Linked DNA regions of Pan troglodytes: region 2 is linked to region 1. The links are chromatin contacts, called in public HiChIP or PLAC-seq maps. All regions are on one chromosome and are shown on one strand. Each heading gives the region's core, a stretch centred on a gene start, on an enhancer-like site or on the middle of the called end of the contact. The rest is flanking DNA. Distances are from core to core; before and after follow the strand shown. Region 1 holds the start of CCNA1 (cyclin A1). Region 2 holds the start of SMAD9 (SMAD family member 9).

The links. HiChIP or PLAC-seq counts read pairs in DNA pulled down with a chosen protein or histone mark.
Region 2: an H3K4me3 HiChIP or PLAC-seq map of stem cell-derived excitatory neurons shows a contact between it and region 1, with 3 times the contacts expected there. The contact joins the promoter of SMAD9 here to the promoter of CCNA1 in region 1. A contact is called at or near these places in 1 of 1 datasets of contacts at active chromatin or transcription factors (stem cell-derived excitatory neurons) and 1 of 1 other capture datasets (stem cell-derived neural stem cells).

What each region holds. Positions count from the first base shown.
Region 1 is chr14:35,544,810-35,552,365 of NHGRI_mPanTro3-v2.0_pri, reverse strand. It overlaps CCNA1 (cyclin A1), which reads right to left and starts at 5,294. Exons shown (of 9, transcript NM_001246437.1): 1 at 5,103-5,294; 2 at 3,658-3,843. The coding sequence starts at 3,822.
Region 2 is chr14:36,024,107-36,031,098 of NHGRI_mPanTro3-v2.0_pri, reverse strand. It overlaps SMAD9 (SMAD family member 9), which reads left to right and starts at 2,563. Exons shown (of 6, transcript XM_016925194.3): 1 at 2,563-2,772.

The DNA of each region.
Region 1 (7,556 bases), core at 4,045-6,544:
CTGTTGCATATTAAGGTGAGCCATGCCAGATGGCATGAATGTCAGCTGAATCAGGGCAGGTGGGCAGCTCTATGAACCTGAGCTATATTTATGCAAATGCCAGCTCTGTCTACCACATTAACATTTTGTTTATAATGTATCTTGGTGTGTACTGTTGAAGGCTACTTCTAAGTTAGTAGGTGGTTCCATAACTTTCCCTTTTATTTATCAAGTTAAATAGGTGACTTATGTCTGTAAGAAAATGAACACTTATGGTAGTAATTGGGGGGAAATCACAAAGACAACAAAGAGTCACAATCATAAGTTACTGTAACCAGATAACCAAGTTACTGCGAAGTTTGACTCTTGCTACAACCACAGCTCCAAGTTACTGCCAGGTTTGACTCTTGCTACATAGATACTGTGTCCATAGGCTGGGACATATATTTAATAAACAAATATTTACTGAGTATCTACTATGTGCTAGAAGCTTTTCTCATGCCCAGAATTTAGCAGTGAACAAAATGTTTAAAAAGAACTACCTTGATGGAGTTTATATTCTAGTCTGTGGGAGAAGAATGAAACAAACTAGAAAAGACACAGTAGGAGCAAACAGAGCAGAGTGAGACAGTCATATAGGCCATGAGGACAGAAAGAAAAAAGAGGCCAATCATGAAGGACTTACCATAGGCCAATTAAGGATTAGTTTTCATTACTATTATTTTGTTTTTGTTCACTTGCCAAGGCTGATCTAAGAATTGGCTTTTATTCAGAGACAGGAGCCACTGGAATTTTGGGCAAAGGAGTGGCATAATCTTTTTATTTCTTAAAAGGATGATTCTGGCTGTGCATAGGTGGAGAGTAAGTAAGCCAATCAATTACAAAACTTGAAAATTCTAAGTGAGACACAATAGGGATTTGAACCAGGGAAGTAATTGTAAACCATGAAGAGCAAAATAGTTCTAGACATTTAAAAAGTAGAGTTAATAATATTTTCTCATAAGATTAGATGTGGGGTGAGAGAAAAATAAGAATCGAGGAAGACAAAGGTTTGGAGGCTAAATAACAGAAAGGATGGCTACTCCATTTACTGAGATAAGGAAGACTTGGGAAGAGCAGTCTGTGAGTAGGGAAAAGCATGGGTGTTTCGTTTTATACGTTGCTTATTATATGACCTAAGTGGAGATGCCAAGTAGGCTCCTGAATATGTGAGCCTGCAATAAAGCTCAGAGGCCCAGGCCAGAGATAGAAATATCAGTCATCACCAAATAGAGAGTGTTTAATGCTAGGAGACTAAGAGGCTACTAAGGGAGTGAGTGCAAGATTTAGATCAAAGACTAGGTCCTAGGGCACTCTAACTTGTAGAGACTATATATATAAGTAACAATTAGAATATCAAACGGTGGCCAATGAGCTAGGTAGAAAACTTGGAGAGAGTGGTGTTCTACAAGCTGAATGAGAAGAAATTATTTCAAGGAAAAAATAATGATCAACCACGTCAAATAATGCTGATCAGTCGAGGAAGGAAAAGACTATGAATTGAGTCCAAATAGAGCAGGAAAAGAACTAGAGACAGAGAACATTCATCCAACAATGTGTGCCATCCTGGCCAGGCCCAGGTCTGTTCAAAGTAATGGACACACAACAGTGAACATGACAACCTAAATCAACACCTGGATGGAGCTTACATGTTAGTGGGAAAGGCAACATTATATATGTCAAAATACGACAAACTTTCAATATATGTGGCTTTAAATGGGATAGCTTCTGTCCCATTACTTAAATTTCTTTAAGCACTTAAATTACTTTAATCGACATAATGCAAACAGTTCCTAGACCTATTTCCTTGATACTGGAAAACTAACAAAGAAAATTCGTCGCCATTTCTAGCTGAAAAAGGGACAGGTCAAGGTGATTTTACAAAATCAACTTCTTCCCTGTGGTCCAGATTCCAGGGTTGTAATACTCAGAGGGAGCGTTTAGTTGAAAGGTTTTTAAGATGGGAAAATGGCAATATATTTGTATGCTTACAGATTTGGCCCAGTAGAAAAGAAAAAACTAATGAGAGAAAGAAAAGTGGCTGCAGTAACATCCTTGAAGAAGCAAGAAGACACAAGTATATTGTACGCATGGCGGGGGGCGGGGGGGCACCTCGCATGAGAGCAGGGACATAGCAGTCACATAACAGGATGTAGATGGCAGATTATATGGCACACGGGGACATGTGGAGATTCTCTTCTGCTTGCTTCTATATTTTTAGGAAAATAAGATACAAAGCGATCAGCTGAGACTGGGCATGAAGGAGGAGGTTACTGAGGATTAAACAGAGAAGGGAAGGTACAAAATAGATTTCTAAGCAGGTTGTAGAGGATAGGTACAGGGAAATGCAGAAGTGGCACCAGGTAACATAAGAGGTTAGCAACTGGGAATTTAAAATGCGACCATTCAACACAGGCACAACTGACAATTCATAAGAACCAAGTCTCAGGCTTTAAGTTTTAAAAAGCAAACATTGCTAAGCAAATTAAAATTTGTTAAAACCACTTCCACTCAATTTTCTCCAAAGCTTTGAACAGAGCATGTGAAGAGTCAGTAGATGAGGGGCTTCTAATCTAGTTTCTACCATAGCTTTCTTTTGGCAGAGGCTTAAACCTTTCAGATTTTCTCACTTATGAAATAGGAAAGGTATAGTTTTCAGTCTGGTTAAGGTATGTATGATCAGTTAAGTTCACACAATTAATATCTGAGGGACCATTACCTGTTAGCATAGCTGCTTAGTCAGTACTGGGAAGATGTCTGCCTTCAAAGCACCCATTTTGGAGTAATCTAATCTAGCCTGATCTAATCCTGATTTTAACACTATCCGCAATGAACACAGCCAAGATTATCCAGGTTTGCTTTAGGCACAGCCTGCATCAATGTGAACATTGCTCTAACCTGGAGGAAACCCAGTTCTACAGTTTATTTGGAAGCATTCACATTTCCTTTTAGCCCAGCCCTTAAATTACTTTAATATACATAACCCAAAGAGTTCCTAGACCTATTTCCTTGATAGTGGAAAAAATAACAAATAAAACTAATCACTATTTCTAGCTGAAAACCGAACCCCTCAAGGTGATCTTAAGAAATCAACTGGCCTGCCACCGTGGCTGACGCCTGTAATCCCAACACTTTGGGAGGCCGAGGTGGGCGGGTCACCTGAAGTCAGGAGTTGGTGACCAGCCTGGCCAACATGGTGAAATCCCATCTCTACTAAAAATACAAAAATTAGCCGGGCGTGGTGGTGGGTGCCTGAAATCCCAGCTACTCGGGAGGCTGAGGCAGGAGAATCGCTTGAATCCGGGAGGTGGAGGTTGCAGTGAGCCGAGATCGCGTCACTGCACTCCAGCCTGGCGACAAGAGCGAAACTCCGTCTCAAAAAAAAAAAAAAGAAGGAAAGGAAAGAAAAGAAAAGGAAAGGAGGAAGGAAGAGAAACAAAGAAAAAGAAAGAAGTAAAGAAAGAAAAGCAAGAAAGAAAGAAAGAAGAAAAGAAATAAATCAACTTCCCTGTAGTCCAGATTCCAGGGTTGTAATACTCAGGGGGAGTTGTAGGTACAAGGGCAAGAGAAAAGCACCTGGCACCAAAGCAGGAGAGCCGTTCTCCACAAGCATCATTCTCAATGCGTCTGAGTCATTACCTGGCCACAGGTCCTCCTGTACTGCCCATTTGCAGTTAGCAGCCCTAGCACTGTCCTCTGCGGGGGATCCTGGCCCAGCGGGGCTCTGGTGAGTATCTGACAAGCATCGGGACCTCGGGCCACTGTAGCCAGCACAACTCCACTCTTGGGGTTGCTGCAGTGCATTGCTTCAGACTCCACGGGCTGCTGCTACCAGGGAAAGAGAAACAGACAAGCTGGTTAGTCGATCCCGTCCACCCCGGGCTCCAAGGACACAGCGAACCTCTAGGAGGGAGAGCACCAAGCAATGGGACTAACACCAATTGCTGATCTTCCCAGCAATTATTGGGGCTGAAAGGGCAGGTGCGACCGCACAGGCGATCAAAGTTGCTCTGAATCAAAACAGTTATTTGAATCCCTGAGGGAGGCTTTTTATCCCAAGACTTCGTGTTGGGCTGGAAGGACAGAAACATTCTGACAAGCCTCCAAGTCGGGATACTAAACCCACGTTACCTGGAAGTTGAAATCTGGGAGCCCCGGTCTTTCCCAGCTGAGATACTCTTCTCCCCAGCCCCCAATAAAAGATCCAGGGTACATGATTGCGGAAAAGCCTGTCTCCATCCCAAGTGACGAGCACGGTGCTGCGCTGCGGCCTCCTCCCACCAGACAGGAGGCCCCAAAACCTGCCTGGACCCCAAAGCGGGCCCCGCTCTTCCCGTCGTTATCTTTCTATGTGTCCGGAACAACTGGCAAGTGCACTGGAGGATCGCGGTTAAAAGGTGGCCGGCTGGGCGGGGCAGGGCGGGGCAGGGTTGGGCAGGGCCGGGCCGGGCCGGGCGGGGCAGGGCGGGGAAGGGCAGGGAAGGGCAGGGCACGGAAGGGCGGGGCGGGAAGGACCAAGTGTCGAGGGATTCCAGCCTGGGAGGCGGCCGGGCTTAGCGATGCGGCTGAGCTGCCCACCCGCGTCTGTTGAATCGGCCAATCAGCGGCGCCCCCGGACCTAGCGGGAGCGTTTCCATGCCGACCGCGGCAGGCGTGCGCTCTCCGGGGCCGCATCGCCATGGCGACCTGCTCACCTGACTCGCTCCGGGTGGGCTCGCCGCGACCCCTGGGCGTTCAGGCCCCTGAGGGCCCAACGGGCGACGGCCCTCCAGCTCCAGCTGTGCGTCTCCGCCCGGGCGAGGTGGGGCTGGCCGCGGCCGTCTGCACACGTCCCCTCTGGTCCGCGCCCCCGGCCTGGGAGGGCGGACTCGCCCACCCCACGATGGCCCCGACTTTGGAAGGGACTGTTTCCGTGACCCGTTCTCCCAACAGCCGCTAACAACCCCCTCTAACGTCTCCTGCGCGGCCCGCTCCTGAGAACCCTGGCTCGGGAGAGCGACGCGGGGTCCTCGGGGCTGCGCAGGCTGCGGCGCCCTGCCCACGCTGGCCCGAGGGCGCGGCTCGCTCCGGGTCGGCTCACACACCTACGCTTCCTGCCGGGAGGCGGCTGGGACGCGGCGGGGCTGCCCCAAGTGCAGTCGCGGCAGTGTTGCCTCTCCATCGCGGGGGTCCTTGCGGGCCGCGCCTGCCCCGCCCGGCTCCCGGTGCATGTGGCCTGCGAGGCGGCAGAGGAGATGTGGGGATTTAGGGTCGCACGTGGTGCTCGAGGTCCCCACGAGGTGCTCGAGGTCCCCACGAGAGGTCTTCCCCCGCGAGCTCCTGCGCAACTGCGTGAGGCCGGCCCGGGAAAGCCAAGATTGTGGCCCAGGAAGAGGAAGGAACGCGGGCGACAGAGCTGGGGCTTGGGACGTTGAGGGGGTCGGTGGCAGCTCTCCGGGCTGGGGGCCGGGCGGGCGGCCCGGCCGCGTGGGGAGAGGAGTCCCTGGGGTCCTTATACGGGGGGCTCCTGGAAACCCGGGGGCTCAGACGCCTGCATAGGTGACTGACAAGCCAGGTGAAATAATCGAACTTTATTTTTTAAAAAATAATATGTATATATGCACACACACATTACCAATGCTATAGTCTGTTACTACTTTTGCTTTGTTTTAAACATCCATCCCTAAATCTCTAAATCAGACCCAAAGTCTATTCAAATGGCCACTTTATGCAAGCAACGGTTATCACCGTTTTCTAAGTGTGCGTTATTAACATTTTCACCAAGCAAACTGAGTGTGGGCATTGCTTTAATGGGAAGATAGTAGTATTCTAACAAAAGCGCGGGTTGAAAGCCTTGCAGATGAGGCAAATATTAAGAAGTTGGTAAGCATCCGGAGAATCAAGGCTGGTTGAGGGAGGAACGCAGAAACGGATCTTGTTCAACATGAAACTCATTTCTATACGTTTGTCACAGACTTCTATTCCTTGAGAGACAGCAGTCCGCTTGCACCCCAGATTTCCTGTGCCTTTGAATATGAAGGAAACACGGGAATTCTGGTAACATCTAGATTGCCGCAACAGAGAGTCAGAGGCCAACGGGGACCAAATGCTCTGCTTCGCAAGGTGAATGAAAGGAGCATTTCTGTCCTCTTGCCTGACGCCACTATTGGATATCTTCCCGGGAGCCCTCCCCCACCTGCCAACAGTGTTGTTATTTCCTGGGTCGCTGAAGGACTCAGTGGCTAACTCCGTCTGGGACTCTACAGCAAGTCCTGCCAAGAGCCTGAGTCGCTTGGGAGCGGACAAGATTGGCTGCGCTCACGAGACCTGGTCCTTTGTACACCCCTTTTCATCTGATTTCCTTTGACAAAAATGACCGAAACCTCACGCCTTTTTCCTTTTCTCCAAAGTAGAGGCGCCGGCGCAGTGTTTGTTCGTGGAACCTGTCGTTTTGATCCTCTTTTCTGGGATTGAAGCTGAAGCCAGTGTTGGAGTCGGGGCGTGCAGGGAGTGGGGAGCGCCCAACTCCTGCAGAGGCGGATCTGAGGCTGGTTTTTCTCAACTCAGATCTGGCCAGGACCAGATGACAAGGCTACAAAGGTGTCCAGTGACTTTCAGCCGTCTTTAGCCTTAAAAAAGCCTTAAGAAATAATAGTAACCAAATGAGACCTTCGGATAATTTAATACCCCTCCCCTTATCTGAATGGCTGCACCTTAATCCAGCCTTAATCTATATGAAATAGGATTATCATGAACATCTTTTTTCCTGTTCCATCCACTTTGCTAAACTTGGCAAAGGGAAGTGGTTAGTTTATGATTGTTTTATTGTGCTGTCTTAGAATTCTACATTGTCGTTACAAGCCTCTGGTCATATCTTAAACAGGAGAGTGAGTCCCATGAACTGATATCTATGTGTGCATGTAAATTCAGGTACGTGTATAACTTGTGCAATACTTATGGCTTTCTTGGCTTTAAAAAATATCTACACTGAGGCCGGGCACGGTGGCGTACGCCTGTAGTCCCAGCACTTTGGGAATCCGAGGCAGGCGAATCACGAGATCAAGAGATCGAGACCATTCTGGCCAACATGGTGAAACCCTGTCTCTGCTAAAAATACAAAAAGTAGCTGGGCGTGGTGGCGCGCGCCTGTAGTTCCAGCTACTCAGGAGGCTGAGGCAGGGGAGTAGCTTGAACCCGGGAGGCAGAGGTTGCAGTGAGCCCAGATCATGCCACTGCACTCCAGCCTGGTGACAGAGCAAGACTCCATATCAAAAAAAAAAAAAGTCTTCACTGAATATTGTGTTCCAACGAGTAATGATTTATGACATAAAAACAAATTTAACTGAATAAGTGTTCCATTTTTACTTTAAAATTCTAAACTAAAAACTTGGCCTTAGAATTAAGAACAAAAGGAGCAGAGAGAGTAGAAAGGACTTTCTCACAAATTGCACAGTTTTAGTGGAATGCATAATTATAATGTTGCATTTAGCAACATTATAATCTAATCTTAATTTTGCTATGCAAATCAGGATTAGATTTGCACAGCAAAATAGGATTAG
Region 2 (6,992 bases), core at 1,314-3,813, 480 kb before region 1:
GGTTTGTTCTCTCCCAGGACGAAAAGCTCTAATTTGATTGATTTCATGACCTTGGTTATTGTTTCTCTCTCATAGAACAAAAAGAGAGATGCCAAATGGACTCAAGAGAAGTGAAACCCAGAGGCTGCAAATTGCTAGCCAAACTTGGTTCACCATAAAACCCAGGTGGGTTGCAAAATATTTTAAGTTGTGGTTGGGCACAGTGGCTCCTGCCTGTAATCCCAGCACTTTGGGAGGGCGGATCAACTGGAGATAAGGAGTTCGAGACCAGCCTGATCAACACAGTGAAACCCCATCTCCACTAAAAATACAAAAATTAGCTGGGCATGGGGGCATGCACCTGTAGTCCCAGCTACTCGGGAGGCTGAGGCAGGAGAATTGCTTGGACCCACGAGGCGGAGGTTGCAGTGAATCTAGATCACACCACTGCACTCCAGCCTGGGCGACAGAAAAAAACTATTTTAAGTTGTAAGATTTTCCATAAAATTCTGGATGTCTGTTATCTCTTGAAAGGATATTCTTATTCTCACACGGCCACAGCTGGCTGCAGCTCGTGTTAGGCCAAGACCTTACCATCTTTCAGAAAACAGATTTCAGTTTTGCCGTGGTTTTGAGGTCCTGAACCACAATTTCACTGGCGGTTCTACCAAATCACAACCTCTGACTGAGTCTCTCCTTTCATATGATTCCCATAACAGAATGTTTTGGTGGAAGTTCTATTAAGCAGTAAAACCACAGCCAATCAAGAAATCACCGGGAAAGATAAAGCAAAGTCTAGCTTTCCATTAACCAGGACAGCCAGCTTCTGTAAAATGGAGTGTCAACACTGCGCCTTCTGTCTTAGGCCAAGCATTTTCTCCTTCTTGGAACTCACCAGATCTTATTGTTGTTGAGTGTAATGGATTAACTTTCTATACTAGCCTTGAGGAATACATGATAGGAATTATATCAGTGACAGACTAATGTTTAGGCAGGAAAAAGTCATCATCGTGCAGAAATATCCTGGTATGTAAATGAGAACGTACAGAAAAGAGCAGACTAGACATACTCTAAATCAAAGGCCTGCCAAGAGTCAAGAGAATTCCGCGAACTGAGAAAGACTCCATGCCAGAAGCATGAGCCAGCGCCGCAGAGGTTATAATTTCTTTCTCTGCATCTTGTCCTCCGCATTATGCTCATATACGAGAAGGAAACTGAGATAGTGATTGGGCCATTTCTTTTCTTAATTTAATTTTTAAAAACTTGAGCCACAAGGTATCAATTCTGAGGACCTAATTAGTTTACTGGCAATAAAGTCCACATCCAGCCTAATCCTTAATATATAATCTGTAGCCCTTACCAGTCCCGCTGTTTCCTGGTGTTTCTCGCCCAGGACAATCTCAAACCCAACACATAGCCGGGTGCAGAGGTATCTGGGCCAGTGTAGAAAGAAGACTTTGAGGTTAAGGCATGGTATTTAAGGTTCTGCTGCAAATGTTGTTTTAAACAAATCACCGTTCAACTACAACGGTATAATAATGCAAAAATAGCATCTGCCATGAAGAAAGTGCAGTGCTTTGAGAACTAGAAAAAGCAGTTAAATTTAAGGCCTTGCTTTACATTTCGGAGCCGCCATCGGGGCCAACTGGAGGTATGACTTTCCTGCACACAGGAGCAAGCTGAAAACTGCCCTGTGGCTTTATTCCACGTTCACCCCTGCAGCAAATGCCTTTTCTGTGAGGAGCTACGGGCTGATGGGGAATCAGAGGTGGTTCTTCCTAAGTGGCGTTTCTGAGTGGGTTCCAGGAGTCCACAGTGACTTTAAGAGGCAGGCTACCTGGGGGACAGCCAGGCCGTGAGACGAGAAAGTTGTACAGTAACATTGCTGTGTGCCCATAAGTTTGTATCTTTTATTAGATTAGATAATATATCTCACATGCTGGGTTGTTAAGCAAATAAATATGTGTAAGGAAATTACAATCCACATAATTACATGAGTCGTTTTAACCACCACTCACTCCCAGAGTGATTAGATTTTCTTCTGCCTATGCCATTGCGGCCCAGTTGCTCTGTCACTGCCCATGGGGACAGGATCCCTTTACTCCGAAAAGCAAATCAGGAACAAACAGGGCAAGTGAGAGTCACTATCAGGGCCCAGAAACATGTGAGAAACAGCAGCTCAGAAGGGTCTCCAGACTGATGGGCGGGTGATCCTATATTCTTGTTGGGCTGACAACTCTTCTGGTTTCGGGCTCCAGGTGCTGGCAAGAAATCTCAGAGGTGGGGTGGGAGAGAGAGACGCGAGGCGACCCACGCAGACAAAGGGCTCCCACCCCACCCCGGGGCCACCCCAGCAGGCCGGGCAGGGGCCGAGCCTGGGGTCGCGCAGGGGGACCGAGAGGGCAGCCCGGGGCTGGGGGTGGGGAAGAGGCGGGAACCGAGCTGCAGGCCGCTGCGAGGAGTACTACCCCGCCACCCCCGCGCCGCGAGTTTCCGCGCACGTGGCCGTGGGGCCGGTCTCGCTCCCGCCCCCCGCCGGGCCCGCGCAGCCCCCTCCTCTGCGGCTCCCGGAGCGGCCAGAGCGCGCGGCGGCGGGCGGGGGCGGGCCGCAAGCAGGGCTCCCTGGCCGCTTTCCAGGTCGGCGCACTAATACGGGCGATGAGGCTTCGCGGCTCCAGTCTGACTGACGCCGGCTGGGGCCGCCGCCGCCGCCGCCGCCGCTGCAGCCGCTGTCTCGGTCCCCGCCGCCGCCGCCGCCGGGCCCTGCAGGCGCTGGGCGCGCGCAGCCAGGCAGTGAGTGCGCGGCGCTCGGAGCGGGCGGCCGGGGGACCACCGCGGGGGCGGGGTGGGGGGCGCCGGACCTGGGTGGGGGAGGGATGAGTGGCACCGCGGGGACAGGTAAGACGTGCCCTCCTCGGCCGCGCGCTGCTTGTGTGCGTGCGTGTGAGCGCGTTGAGTGGAGGGCGAGGTTGTTCGTCCTCGGGGCAGCCTGGGAGGCTTCTCGGCGTGAGGCTTGGCTCTTGGCGCTCGTTGTCCCGGGGTTTCTTGGTGGAGCCTGTCTGGGGTGGGGTGGGGTGGGGTGGGCGCGGGGCCGGAGGGGACCGCTCTGGGGAGTTGGCCGCGGCGCAGCTCGCCTTCCTCGCGCCTGCATCCGCCCGCGCCGCGGGCCCCGGGACCTGTCAGGGGATGTTCGACCCGCGGCGGGGGCGGCGGTCAGGTCGGGGCTGGGGCCCGGGGCGTGGGCAGTGACCAGGATAGGCGCCTGAGGAGTCGCTTGCTGTAGCTGGAGATCGGGGACAGCGGACAGAGGGGGCGGCGGGGGTCGTCATTGTGACTCTTTGGGGGCCACTTTTAAACTCGCTAGTGCCGAATTGGCCTCACTTGCCTTCTGTTTCGTAGGCTTTTTGCTTTGTTTACCTTTGAGGCATGCGAAGCGAGGAAAAAAGTTAGGAATGTTGTTGAAGTGTCTCCGGGCTCGCGCTTGGACTGTGTCGGAGCCGGCGTGTTTGTCTTTTCCTTGGCCCGCCCCTCGGTGCCAGCTCTCCGCAGAGGGGAGGGGGCGAGGTGGGGAGCAGATACAGGAGACTGCCTGACGCCAGCTTTGTGATCGGAAGGAGGAGCGCTGGGAGAACATTTTTATGGATGGCTAATCGCTGACAAGTCTTCCCGTTACTATTCCTTCCTCCTCCTGCCCTTGACCGTGGACATTTGAAGTGATAGTTTGGAAGTACTACGTTGACTTATTTCTGGGCTGGAGTGGGTACTCCTGAGAACTAACCTACAAAGGATACAAATCGAGTTGGGAGATAAAATTGTATGTAAATTCTTTACCCAGTAGTTTACAGTGAGAAACACACCCACAGGGCACTGTGGAGTGCTTTGGATGGATCCAGTTTACTAGTACCATTTCGGTGGCTTGCCAGATTTCTCGGATGATCTTTTGGAAATGTAGGTTAGCAAGAAGCATGGAGGCTGACCGTTAAGTCGTGAGGCATTTAATAATGCTGCCTCCTAAGCAGTAACTGAGCGGAACGTTTGTGGCACCCGTCTGGGAAAGTGAAATGTGACTACTACAAGCATATCTCCTGCCTTAGCATTCCTCCAAGTGTGAGGGAATGCCTTTGGATGTTTACATTTTAAAAATAGTGATCTATATTTAAGAAGGCGTTTAAAATATAAAAGCCAAAGACATTCTCAACTCCAAATAGACAAAGATTCAATAAAAGAGTTTCCCTGTGCTTGTAGGAAAGCATCAGCACAATTTTAGACTGCTTTTAGGTTTGTGGTTATCCAAGAAGGAGGCTTCAGTTAAGAAAAGGATGTGACGCTTTATAAATAAGGAGCATTTTAAATACAAGATGACAGCAATTTCAAGTACTGTATCCGAAAAACAACTTTTAGTGGTAATAGTCACCTTCAATGATGGCAAGACAGCTGTCTGCCAGACAGCCTTCGGCCTCTTAATGTATTCTGACACAACCAACTCCCATTTTTATGCTTGACTGGTTATCTTTGTCAGAGCTGTTTTATGCTTGAGCTCTCTGGTTTCAAACTATGCTTAAGAGAATGCCAACATACTCTTGATCTGAACAAACTCATGTTTATCAGTGCAGTGTTTACTAAAAATCAAAGACGTAAACAAATTTTGGGTTAAACCTCTAAGTACTTTAGAATTGCCACATCATTGTCATCAGTCTTTCAAAGTCAACATGAACTATTTGGCTTTTCTCCTTTAAAAATTTTTTTTAACGTATATATTCCTAGTTAGTAAGTAATCAGAAAATATTCACAGATGTCAACTCTTGCATCTGTGATTGCCCAAGACATGGATGAGAAAGAAGAGTTTTGTTTTGTTTTTTAAATGAAACATTACTAAAGATATCCATAAGTAATAAACAAGTGGTACACTATCTTTACTAATCATGTGGTCAGTTGGAGGGAAAAAAGTCTGTCCAGAAATTGTTTCATAAAGATGAAAATATTCAATGTCAGTATGAAAATACTCAATATGTTTTCCAAATAGTTTAATTCTGATTAATGAGAGTGCACTATGCATTGCCAAACTGGAGGGATGGTGTTTCGTAAGTGAGCACTGTAGGATTAAGGTAACTAGTTTATATCTGACATTCCCTCTGTAATAAATAGGACAGCAGTTTCATCATGTTCTGCTTTAATATGTGGGAAATAATCCTTATCCACAGGATGTACTCTGATTTTAGGGAAGGTAAAGGTTATGACAAATATGTGGTTTTTCTGATTTGCCAGACATACTATGCTAAATTTTAAAGCTTTAACGAAGCTTAGTGCAGACTTTCTGTATATTGTTTTGGACACTTAGAGAGGAGTTAAAGAAACGGGAAACTGTCCAGAATGAAACAGTAAATATAGCAGTACGTTGAAACCATGAATCTTCTCAAATAGTTGTAATTCTAGGCTGTTGGATTTATATTTCCTTGGTTACTGTTGCTAGTGGGTTGAAAAGTTATTCTAAAGCAAAAAAAAAAAAATGCAAACGGTAAATGCATAAGTACTTAACAATACTGTGAGCATTTTCACAATGTTTCATGTTATCCTGGTGAATGTCCATGTCCTAAGTAAGGACATTAAAAAAATAAACAATTATCCCTTGGTAATAAACTAACCTTTTAAAATAAATATTCCGGTAAATTTTGTCTCTTAAGAAACTTGTGTCAACTAAAGTTGTTAGGATTTCAAGATATCTGTTAGCATTAGGAGTCATTATACCCATGAAAACTGGATGTTCTTCTTGCTTGGTGGTCTTCATCCTGACACTTCCTACCCCAAAACCATGACGGACACCTCGGCCGCACTTGCCTGACTTGTATTCTGCTCTCCTTTGGTGTCGGCTTCCTTTTGTGTTAGGCTGACCCAAGACCACTTTTCCAGGCTTATCTTCCCGGTCTTTCCCTATTTTATGCTGCAGTTAAAATAGCAAATGCTAGTTTCCATGCATACCCTGGCTTTCCTCTCCTGTGCACCTTTACCCCATGCTGAGGCCTTCCCAGCTTCCCCACCTCCCACAGGATCCTCAAATATGACTTCTTCATCTTGTATGCCCTGTTCAGGCTCTGCCTTCACGGGACTTTCTGTGATGACCCTGGTCCCAGGTATGTCCTCCTTCGAGCTCTTGTGGCTCTTCGCCTTTTCAACTCTTACCTGTTTTGTATTAAGTTACTCATAGACTAATTTATTTCTTCCCCTCAGACCATCCTTACAAGATCCAGGAAGGAAGGGACTGTTTCATCTACCTTTTTTATTCTCTGAATGCTGACCACAGTGCCCTTTATAGTACTCTATCAATAAATAACAAATACATGACACATTTTTTCACTGAACCCATGGTCCCTCCTGAAATAAAGTCTGTAAAAGCATTTCACCCATAGGATAAAGTCCATCTTTCAAGAAGCTGGTGTTGAATCTGAGCTGAGGACTAGTTAAGAGGCCTGAAATCCCCTCAGCCCAGTTGAGAGCCTCCTTCTCCTGAATATTGTGGCTGAGCATTACAGTCAGGAAAGCTTCTGTGATACTCTTATTGCATTAGCAATTTTCCATATCAGATTCACTAAATACACAATGGAAGCCATTTAGTAGAAAAACAGATTTTAATGTGATATGGCTACCACAATGAAACACTAATGTGATTCCACAGAAAATTGCTAACACGATATGCTGATTCCTCCCCCCACCATAGCCGCATAAAAATTGATACTGTTTTTAGTGTATGTGTTTCAAACTATGCTCACAAAAGAAAAGCAGACTGCTACTGAGATGAGCTGCTGCTTTGTTCACGTTGGATGTATAAAGGGTCTTGTTATCAACCTCGTCAGAGGCAGAATCTCCCTTCTGTGCCTCGGTCATTCTATTATCGAACAATACTAACTCTCATTTTAAAATATATCATGTTCTGTGTAACAATCCAGTATTAAAGTTAATATGATGTGAAAAATAGAATTTGCTTATAAATGTCATGCCCATATAATATAGTCAATTGT